3 separate regions of the Sus scrofa genome follow, and regions 1 and 3 are each linked to region 2. The links are chromatin contacts, called in public promoter capture Hi-C maps. All regions are on one chromosome and are shown on one strand. Each heading gives the region's core, a stretch centred on a gene start, on an enhancer-like site or on the middle of the called end of the contact. The rest is flanking DNA. Distances are from core to core; before and after follow the strand shown.

Region 1 (2,855 bases), core at 329-2,828, 690 kb after region 2:
TTGCTGTGGCTGGAGGCCTGGGATGGGACTTGTGTGTAATGCTCTCCAGGAATCAAAGTGGCTGTGGAAAAGGGTAGGGGTGGGTGTAACAAATATTTAAATGAATCTAGTCTTAAGTTCCTTCCTGTTTAACCTTTCCCACATCTTTTTGCCTCCAGAGCGATATCTTCCCTCCCTTCAAAACTAATTTCCTCATCTCCTCCTGCCTGAGTAAAAACCAAAACAGAAGCATGCGTTCATCTCTTAATAGGATGGTTAGCTGAGTTTGGAATGAAGTTTGGTCCCCACCTGATGCCCTCAATCTAAGAATAAGGGGGCTTTTTCTTCTCTATTGGGAACATTTTGATTTCCACTGGGAGAGAATGGATATGAAAGCACTTTGTGAACTATGAAGCCACATAAGTTCAGTATAAGGTATTATTTTTCCCTCACCTCAGGCCTCACTTTGGAGGATAGGAGGGCTATGGGAGGGCGAGAGCTGTTGCTAAGAACCATCTGACTGCTCAACTTTAGTGGCCCAAATTTCATGGGCTCTGTGGAATTCAGGTGATTTGGGGCGGGGGCGTGGGGGGGGCAGTATAAGCCAAGGCTAGAAATCCAACTGTCATTCCAATACCCAGCCCCTTCCCCGTGGCTAGAAGTCCAGGAGTTCTGGGTGGTTGAAGGTGCACAATGTCAGTGACCCCGGCTCAGTCCTTCAGCCTGTTGCATCCGTGGGTAAAATCCACTGATACTGATTTCATCACCATCCCTGATGCAACATTAAGTGAAACAGCTGAGACTGTGAGGTTGGGCGTGGGTGTGGAGGGTGGTCCAAATCTGGGACTGCCCCAACCCCAGTGGAGGGTCCCAGGACAATTTGGACGTCAGAATGAGGCCATGGATGACCACACAGATAGCTCCCAAAGCCTTCCCAACAGCTTGATCCTTTTTCTCTGAAAAACTTACACTTGACAGAGGTCTCCCTTCCCTTAGGACTATTCAGAACTGCCCAATGAAATTACAGATTCAAATATGACTCTGTGGTAAATCCATCCTTTAGGTAAAACATTTCCAGCATCAGAGAGATTACCTCAGTTTGAAGGAGAAATGGTTTGCCTTTCTTTACATCGGTGGATACACATGGAATAAGGAAATTGAGGTTGGGTGGGGGTAGGAGAGCTCACCTCAGGTTTGTATAATGTGTCCCATGCTTTTCCCACCTCTGGTTCCCATTCTGGGAGCCCTTTAGGATAGGAGATGGAAGGTGAAAAGGAGGAGGAGGAAGTGGAGCCCTGGGGGATGGGATGAGAGGGACAAGGGTGAGTTGGAGGCACGGGGCTTTGTTTCACTTCCTGGTGCTTCGGGAGTTGGATAGGAAGCAAGGTTGGCGGGGCAATTGTGGGACTGTTCTGTAACAGGAACTACTTCCAGGACTAGATCTGACCTGGAGCTGCAAGGAGCCCTTGACGTCAGCAGGACCTCAACCGTTATGCAAACTACATTGACAAGACACTCCCAAGCAGGCCTTTCCAGTTGGATCCCCAGATGCCAAATCCAGTTGAAGTTTCCCCAATTGGTTAATAATGACGGCTTATCTCACTTTAAGCCAGGTACTTGATTTAAGCACTTTTCATGTATTAAAATCATTTATTTCCCATAACCCAACAAGGTATTATTATCCCCATATTACAGATGAGGAAACTGAGGTGCAGAGGTAAGTAACTTGCCTAAGACCACAGAATGGTCCTCCAACTAACTGGACAGAATTACAGTGCAGACTTCAGGTCCTGCATTCTCAGTTGTTCCATTCTAATGGACACTGTGAAGCAGACACTGAACACCCTAAAAAAAGTAGCTCATTTCTTTATTTAGTCTTTTTAGGGCCACACACATGGCATATGGAACTTCCTGGGCTAGGGGTTGAATCTGAGCTGCAGTTGCCAGCCTACACCACTGCCATAGCAACACCAGATCCAAGCTTTGTCTATGACCTGCACCACAGCTGGAGGCAACGCTGGATCTTTAACACTCTGAATGGGGCCAGGGATTGAAACTGCATCCTCATGGATACTCGTCCTGTTCATTTCCACTGAACCGCAATGGGAACTACTAAAGTAGACCATTTAACTCAGGTGTCTCTGGTACCTCAGGCCCTGTAATTCTCATTGTGAAGTTTCTCCTAATTTTTTTTTTTTTAAGGGCCACACCTGCGGCATATGGAAGTTCCCATGTTCCCAGACTAGGCGTCGAATCAGAGCTGTAGTTGCCAGCCTACGCCACAGCCACAGCAACGTAGGATCTGAGCCGTGTCTACAACCTACATCACAGCTCACGGCAATGCCAGATCCCCAACTCACTGAGCGAGGACAGGGAACAAACCTGCATCCTCATGGATACTAGCTGGATTCGTTTCCACTGTGCCGCAACAGGAACCCCCAAGTTTCTCTTAATTTGAGACTTCAATATGTAAATTTCTCAACCGTAAAAAACTGTCCCTGTTTCTCAGCACTCATCTTTTTTGCAAGATTTTATTTTTTTAAGGCCACACGTGTGGCATATGGAAGTTCCCAGGATAGGTTTCAAGTCAGAGCTGCAGCTGCTGGCCTATGCCATAGCCACCGTAATGCAGGTCTGTGACCTACACCACAGCTCACAGCAACATCGGACACTTAACCCACTGACTGAGGCCAGGGATCGAACCCACATCCTAATGGTTACTAGACGGGTTCATTACCATTGAGCCATAACAGGAACTCCTTTGTAAGATGTTAAATCTAGGGACCCTCTCTGAGTTAAGGTGTTTTTCTCTGAGGTCTATGACATCTGACTAAGTCTAAGACCCCTTCCTTACAGAATCCTGGAAGTCTAAATTC
Region 2 (2,774 bases), core at 255-2,754:
AGCTTTCACATGTATTATTGCATTTCACTCTCACACTTTGTAAGTCAAGACTATTATTTGCTCTGTTTTACAGATGGCAAAACTGAAGCACAAAGAGTGAACTGCCCAGAGTTGTGCAGTTAGCAGCACTGGCAAGATTTGAACTCACGTAGCCTGTCTCCAGAGGCCAGGGTCTTAATTGCTATCCTCTGCTGCCTGGCTGGTTGCCACCTGTTCCACATGAACCCAAGTGGAAGGAGCTGGGCTTTGGGAATCTGTTCAGACACCAGGGGGCAGCATAGGCCTGGCTTTGGCCCCTGAGCCCAGCCCTGTTTGGGGAGAAAGGAGGGGAGTAGAAACCACCTCCCATCTTCCACCGCCCCTCAGAGACCACCCTTTGCCCACACCACTTCTCAGGTTTAGGGGCCTGAATAGCTCTCGGAGTCCCTTGGCCTTCTCCAGCTCCTCCTCCAGCAAAAGCTGCAGAAACCATCCACTAGTTATGATGATGACTCAGAAGCTGAGCAAGCCTTGTGTGTGAGTGTGTGTCCCCTTGTGACTGCATGTGGCTCTGAGTGCAGACATGTCTTCGAGACTGCCTGCACGTGTGTGTAAGTATGTGTGCGTGTTGGGGGGGGGAATCTTGTGGCCAGGGAAATTGTGTATGTGTGTTTGTTTCTGGGTGTGTCTCAGTGTTTACCCCAGAAACAGTTGGGAACTTTGCCAAGGCTGCACAGCAGATTCATATTCAAACTTGACCCTTGGGAATCAGGCAGCAACTCCAGCTTTTGCTGGCTCCCACCTGGGTCTGAGAATAGTCCCCTGTGAAGAGGGGGCAGAGATGACTTTCAGTCCGAGGACCCCTGGAGTCCTCCAGCATTCTGAGCTTCTGGGTCCCCTCCCCCACACGCTCCCGTCAGCGGTCACGAGACCTCTAAGGCGGTCCCCACCTAGAAGGGAGGGGAACCTAGGAGTTCCGGACGGAGTAGACTGGAGCTCCTTGCCTGCTTTCAGGGTCCTCCACTGGAGGGAGCGCAGAGCCCTGAGGGGTTTCGTCTTCCAGAGGCCCCGGGGGGAGCCCAGTCCCTGGTGAGCCCAAACTCCAGCCCCTGCGAAAGTTTTGAGTATGAGAGAGGCAGTATGTCTCTACTTGACATTAGGTGACTTTCTAGAGAAAAGTTTATTGCTTTTATGGGGGACAGGGTAAATGGGGATCAACCTCCCTTCCAGCCAGGCCCCAGGGCCCCCCAAATCCCAGTCCTGGCTCCCCTCACCCCATGCTCCCCTCCCCGGGACAGGAGGCAGATACGCTCACCCCACTTTCTTCCTCTTCCTCCTCCAGCCCACTTTCTCTTCTCTGTGTCGTCAGAGGTCCAGGGAGGGACCTGGGTAGTCGGAGAAGCCGGAAACAGCGGGCTGGGGCAGCCACTGCTTACACTGAAGAGGAGGACGGGAGAGGATTTTGTGTGTGTGTGTGTGTGTGTGTGTGTGTATGTGTGACTGTGTGTGTGTGCGTGTTTTCTTTTTAGTGGTGCTGGAGGGAGGGTGCTAGCAGGGCCAGCCCTGAACCCGCTGGACAGAGCTACAGACCCATGGGGCCTGGCAGTGCCCGCTGAGAGAGGGAGAAGACAGCAGAGGGGTTGCCAAGGTGAGGGGATACCTCCAGGAGGGGGGGTTGGGGGGCATCTGACTATGAGTGTGTGGGGGGTGGGGGAGGGCCTCTCAGAATCCTCCCTGGGCAGAGTGGATGGTCCCCAAGAAATTGTTTCAGCTGGGGCTGGTCGCTGGTGGTACTGAGTTTTGGCAGTTTCGAAATATCAGAGGAATCTGGGCTGGGTACAGGCCTAGCACTTCCCCCCTCAACCCCTCCATGCCGTGGTTCACTTTTTCCAGCCCCTCCCTCACCCCCACCCCCACCCCCGCGTCCCTGCACCTACAGGGACGCGCAAAGGCAGGGAAAGGAGGGAAAGGAGGTGTCCCTCTGCCGTCTGCGGTGGGGGAAAGTGGCTGCCCCTCCCTGGTAGGCTGATGCCTGGGCGTAGTGGGTCTTGACAAACCCCTACCAGGCCCCCCCATAAAGGTTCCCGTTCAAGGGTGTGGCTAGGGGGTGAGCGAGCCCCAGATGTAGACCTCATGGTGCCCCAGAGGAGGGGGAATTTCCCCCTCAAAACTGCTCCACGCTGGTCCCGGCGCGTCACGGAGTTAACCCTCCTCGTGCTGACCTGGCTCCGCCTCCCCGCATCCCTCCCCGCCCCCACCTCCACATACACACATTGGGCAACTCGGAGAAACTCTTTTGACTTTTGATCCTGTGGTCCCACGGTCAGAGGGCTCAGGAATGTCGGAGTTGAGCTGAGGTTTAGGCCACGAAGCCGGGCTGATGAAGATCCTGGACGTGGGGCTTCCCTTCCCTATTGGGAAGGCAACACTGGCCCCGCCCCCTCACGCCGGGGCTCCTCCCTCCCTGCGGCTGTTCAGCGGGGCTTAGAGCAGAAGGCGTCTCTGGCCTGGCAGGCCAATGGACACGGCCTTGTTATTGTGTGTGGGCGGTGGGTGTGGGTGGGGGAAAATCTAGCCCCTTGCAGTCTGGGGATGGAGGGGGGGAAGATTTGAAGCCAGAGCCGGGACAGGAAGCTGGCCACTCAACAAGAGGATGTAGAGGAAAGGTGGGGCTGCCTATGGCTTAGGGGTCATCTCAGTCCCCAGTAGGGTAGGGGTAGAGGGTCAAAGGTCTGAACACCTTGAGAAACGAGAGAGGAAGGGACAAGAAAGGAATGGAGTCCTCCCTTGGGTTG
Region 3 (2,700 bases), core at 55-2,554, 670 kb after region 2:
ATGAGAGAGAGGTGAAAACCCCTCCACCAGAGACCAGCAAGGAGGTCTTGGGGAGCACCATAGCCATGGGTGACCTGGAAGAAACAGCTACCGTGACCCCTTTGGTGTCAGAAGTAGTAAGTTCACCTCCTTACTGGTGGTGGACCTTATTCAAGGGCTACAACTCAGATCCTGGCTTTGGGAATCCTGCGATATAAAAGAAGGTGGTAAACACATTGGCTAGATCTAATATTCTGACAAGTTTGTATGTGCGTGTTCAAAATCCATATATCTAATTTGTTATCAAGGAGGAAGGCAGTGCCGTAAAATGTAGGAATTTCAAATTTTGTTGTTCAGAATCAGAGGATTTGACTTAGAATCCAGGTTCTACTCGTTAGAGCTTTGATCACTAGCTAGTAATTTCACTTCTTTCTCCAAACTCAGTTTTTTAAATTTCTTTCTTTTTTTTTTTTTTGCCTTTTTTTTGTTGTTGTTGTTGCTGTTGTTGTTGCTCCCGCGGCATATGGAGATTCCCAGGCTAGGGGTTGAATCGGAGCTGTAGCCACCGGCCTACGCCAGAGCCACAGCAACGCGGGATCCGAGCCGCGTCTGCAACCTACACCACAGCTCACGGCAACGCCGGATCGTTAACCCACTGAGCAAGGGCAGGGACCGAACCGGCAACCTCATGGTTCCTAGTCGGATTCGTTAACCACTGCGCCACGACGGCAACTCCCAGTTTTTTAAATTTCTAAAGTGAGGATAATGATTTTCACCTCAATGAGTTTTGTGGAAATTAAAAATTATACATTGTGTAAATGCTTAGCACAGTGCCATCAATAAACAGTTTTTTTTTGTTGTTCTTATTACTTAAGCCCTCCCCTTCCTGTCCCAAAGTAATGAAAATCAAAATCCATTTCGCTTGTTAGTTTAGCGCCTCTGAGCGCATGAGCGAGTCTCACTTCCGCGGCTTTTTTGTGGGTTCTCGGAAATCAGCTGTTTCAGTCCTGCGCTGTTCTTTTAGTTGGACACCTCCCTCCCGCAGACATGGGGCGGGGCTTACTTGAGAATGTCTACCAATCAATGCAGCTGGAGGAGTGGTTTAGGCTCCTCTTGTCCCGCCCCGCGGAGAGGGAGGAGTCGTGGTAGCGCCAATGAGCTCACAGCCTGCGGAAGAACTTGGCTGAATGGCAGCCAGTGTCAGGGTGCACAGCTGGGAACGGCGAGCTCCAGAGTTCAGCGGCTTACCCAAGCTTGCAGCAAGGGGGCGGGGCCGAGAGGCGGGCCGAAGTCGAGGGCGGCGCGGGAGGCCCTTGTACTGGCTCTCACTCTGGGGACCGGAAGCCTGAACCCGAGCTGCTGGCATAGAGCGGGTCTGAGACCCTAACAAGGTATGGACCCTCAGAGGGCGCGCGGGGGTGTGGGTGGAGGCATGAGTTTCTTCCTATGTAGGGAGGCAGGCCCCGGCATGTACGTCCCGGAGGGGTCGGACTCTGTCTCCAGGTTGAAGTGGGAGCTGTCAGCTACTTCATCCTCCTGTCCAACCTAGATCCCCAACCCTAACTTCCCCTTCCCAAAATACCCCTGCAACTTCCGAGACCCAAAACCTGGCATCAGTTGCATTGGTTCATTGTCTTAGCCAAAGCTTTTACATTCTGGTCTGTGTTATTTTTGATCCTCATCAAACAAACACTCCACTGTCTAAAGGTATAATCCTTATTTGTTAATGTTAAGATACGGAAAGGTGAACCGATTTACCTAAGGTCACACAGTTCATTTCAGAAAAGCTTATTGAGCAGGAAATAGGCACCTAAAAGAGTGACAGATTACTGGAGAAAAAAAGAGTTTACAGCCCTTAACCTCAGTGTTTGTAACCAATTTGGGAAGACCAGATATTTGGGGTTTGTTTTTCATATTTAAGCCTTAGGGTTTACTTGCCAGCTTTCTAATACCAGCTTTCTAATACCAGCTGATTCGTTTTTTTGGGAACTGGGGTCTCATCTTTGTTTTTGGAAGCAAAACCAGTACACAGTTTAAGAAGTCAAGTACCACCAAAGGGTAAATGAAATGAAAAATAGGAGCCTCTGCCCAATCCTTTCCTTACCCTGTTCCTACTGCCCAGTAGAAAGGCAGCTCATGAATATTCATACTGGTGGAAAAGAATCTCTCCACCCCAAGCATTTGATTTGTAGTAAAATCATGTGACCTTTTTTTAGACCACAAATGTGGGTGTTGATTCTTTTTTTGTTAGGCTCAGGCAGTAATAAGTTTTGATTTCCTAACAGACAGATGGCAGTGGGCAGGGAAAGGTACAGAGAAATATTCTTTTTCCTTACCCAGCATGTTTGGTGACAGGCAAAACCCACTTTTGAGTGAAATGTCTCACAGAGTTGATACTCTACATGAAGAATTGAAGATTGACAAAGATCATCGTAAAAGTGTCACAATCTTAGGGTTGAGTTACGCTTTGCATAGTGTTTAAGCATCTTTTAGAATGGAGCTCCTCCTTCCAACATGGAGAGCAGCTTATAGCATGTACCTTATCTCCAAGGAGGTTTCAGCCCCTGATAAAGCTTTGGGGCCAGCAGGGTAATGCTGAGATAAATACTTACGACTGACCTTTAAATGCTCCAGCATAAATGAATACAAACACAGACAAATAAATTTAAAATAAATTCATTGAAGGAAATAGATGAAATAAAGCTCATAGAAATATTCAAT

What was found. Promoter capture Hi-C pulls out the DNA fragments that hold promoters and counts their contacts.
Region 1: a promoter capture Hi-C map of liver shows a contact between it and region 2, with 11 times the contacts expected there. The contact joins the promoter of PAN2 here to the promoter of STAT6 in region 2.
Region 3: a contact with region 2 is called in a promoter capture Hi-C map of fetal liver, with 2.9 times the contacts expected there. The contact joins the promoter of STAT2 here to the promoter of STAT6 in region 2. A contact is called at or near these places in 1 of 5 promoter capture datasets (fetal liver) and 1 of 2 datasets of contacts at active chromatin or transcription factors (skeletal muscle).

The regions. Positions count from the first base shown.
Region 1 is chr5:21,729,251-21,732,105 of Sscrofa11.1, reverse strand. It overlaps PAN2 (PAB-dependent poly(A)-specific ribonuclease subunit PAN2), which reads left to right and starts at 1,578. Exons shown (of 20, transcript XR_002344302.1): 1 at 1,578-1,592.
Region 2 is chr5:22,420,178-22,422,951 of Sscrofa11.1, reverse strand. STAT6 (signal transducer and activator of transcription 6, interleukin-4 induced) reads left to right here and starts at 1,504. Exons shown (of 22, transcript NM_001197306.1): 1 at 1,504-1,627.
Region 3 is chr5:21,747,564-21,750,263 of Sscrofa11.1, reverse strand. It overlaps STAT2 (signal transducer and activator of transcription 2), which reads left to right and starts at 1,304. Exons shown (of 24, transcript NM_213889.1): 1 at 1,304-1,370.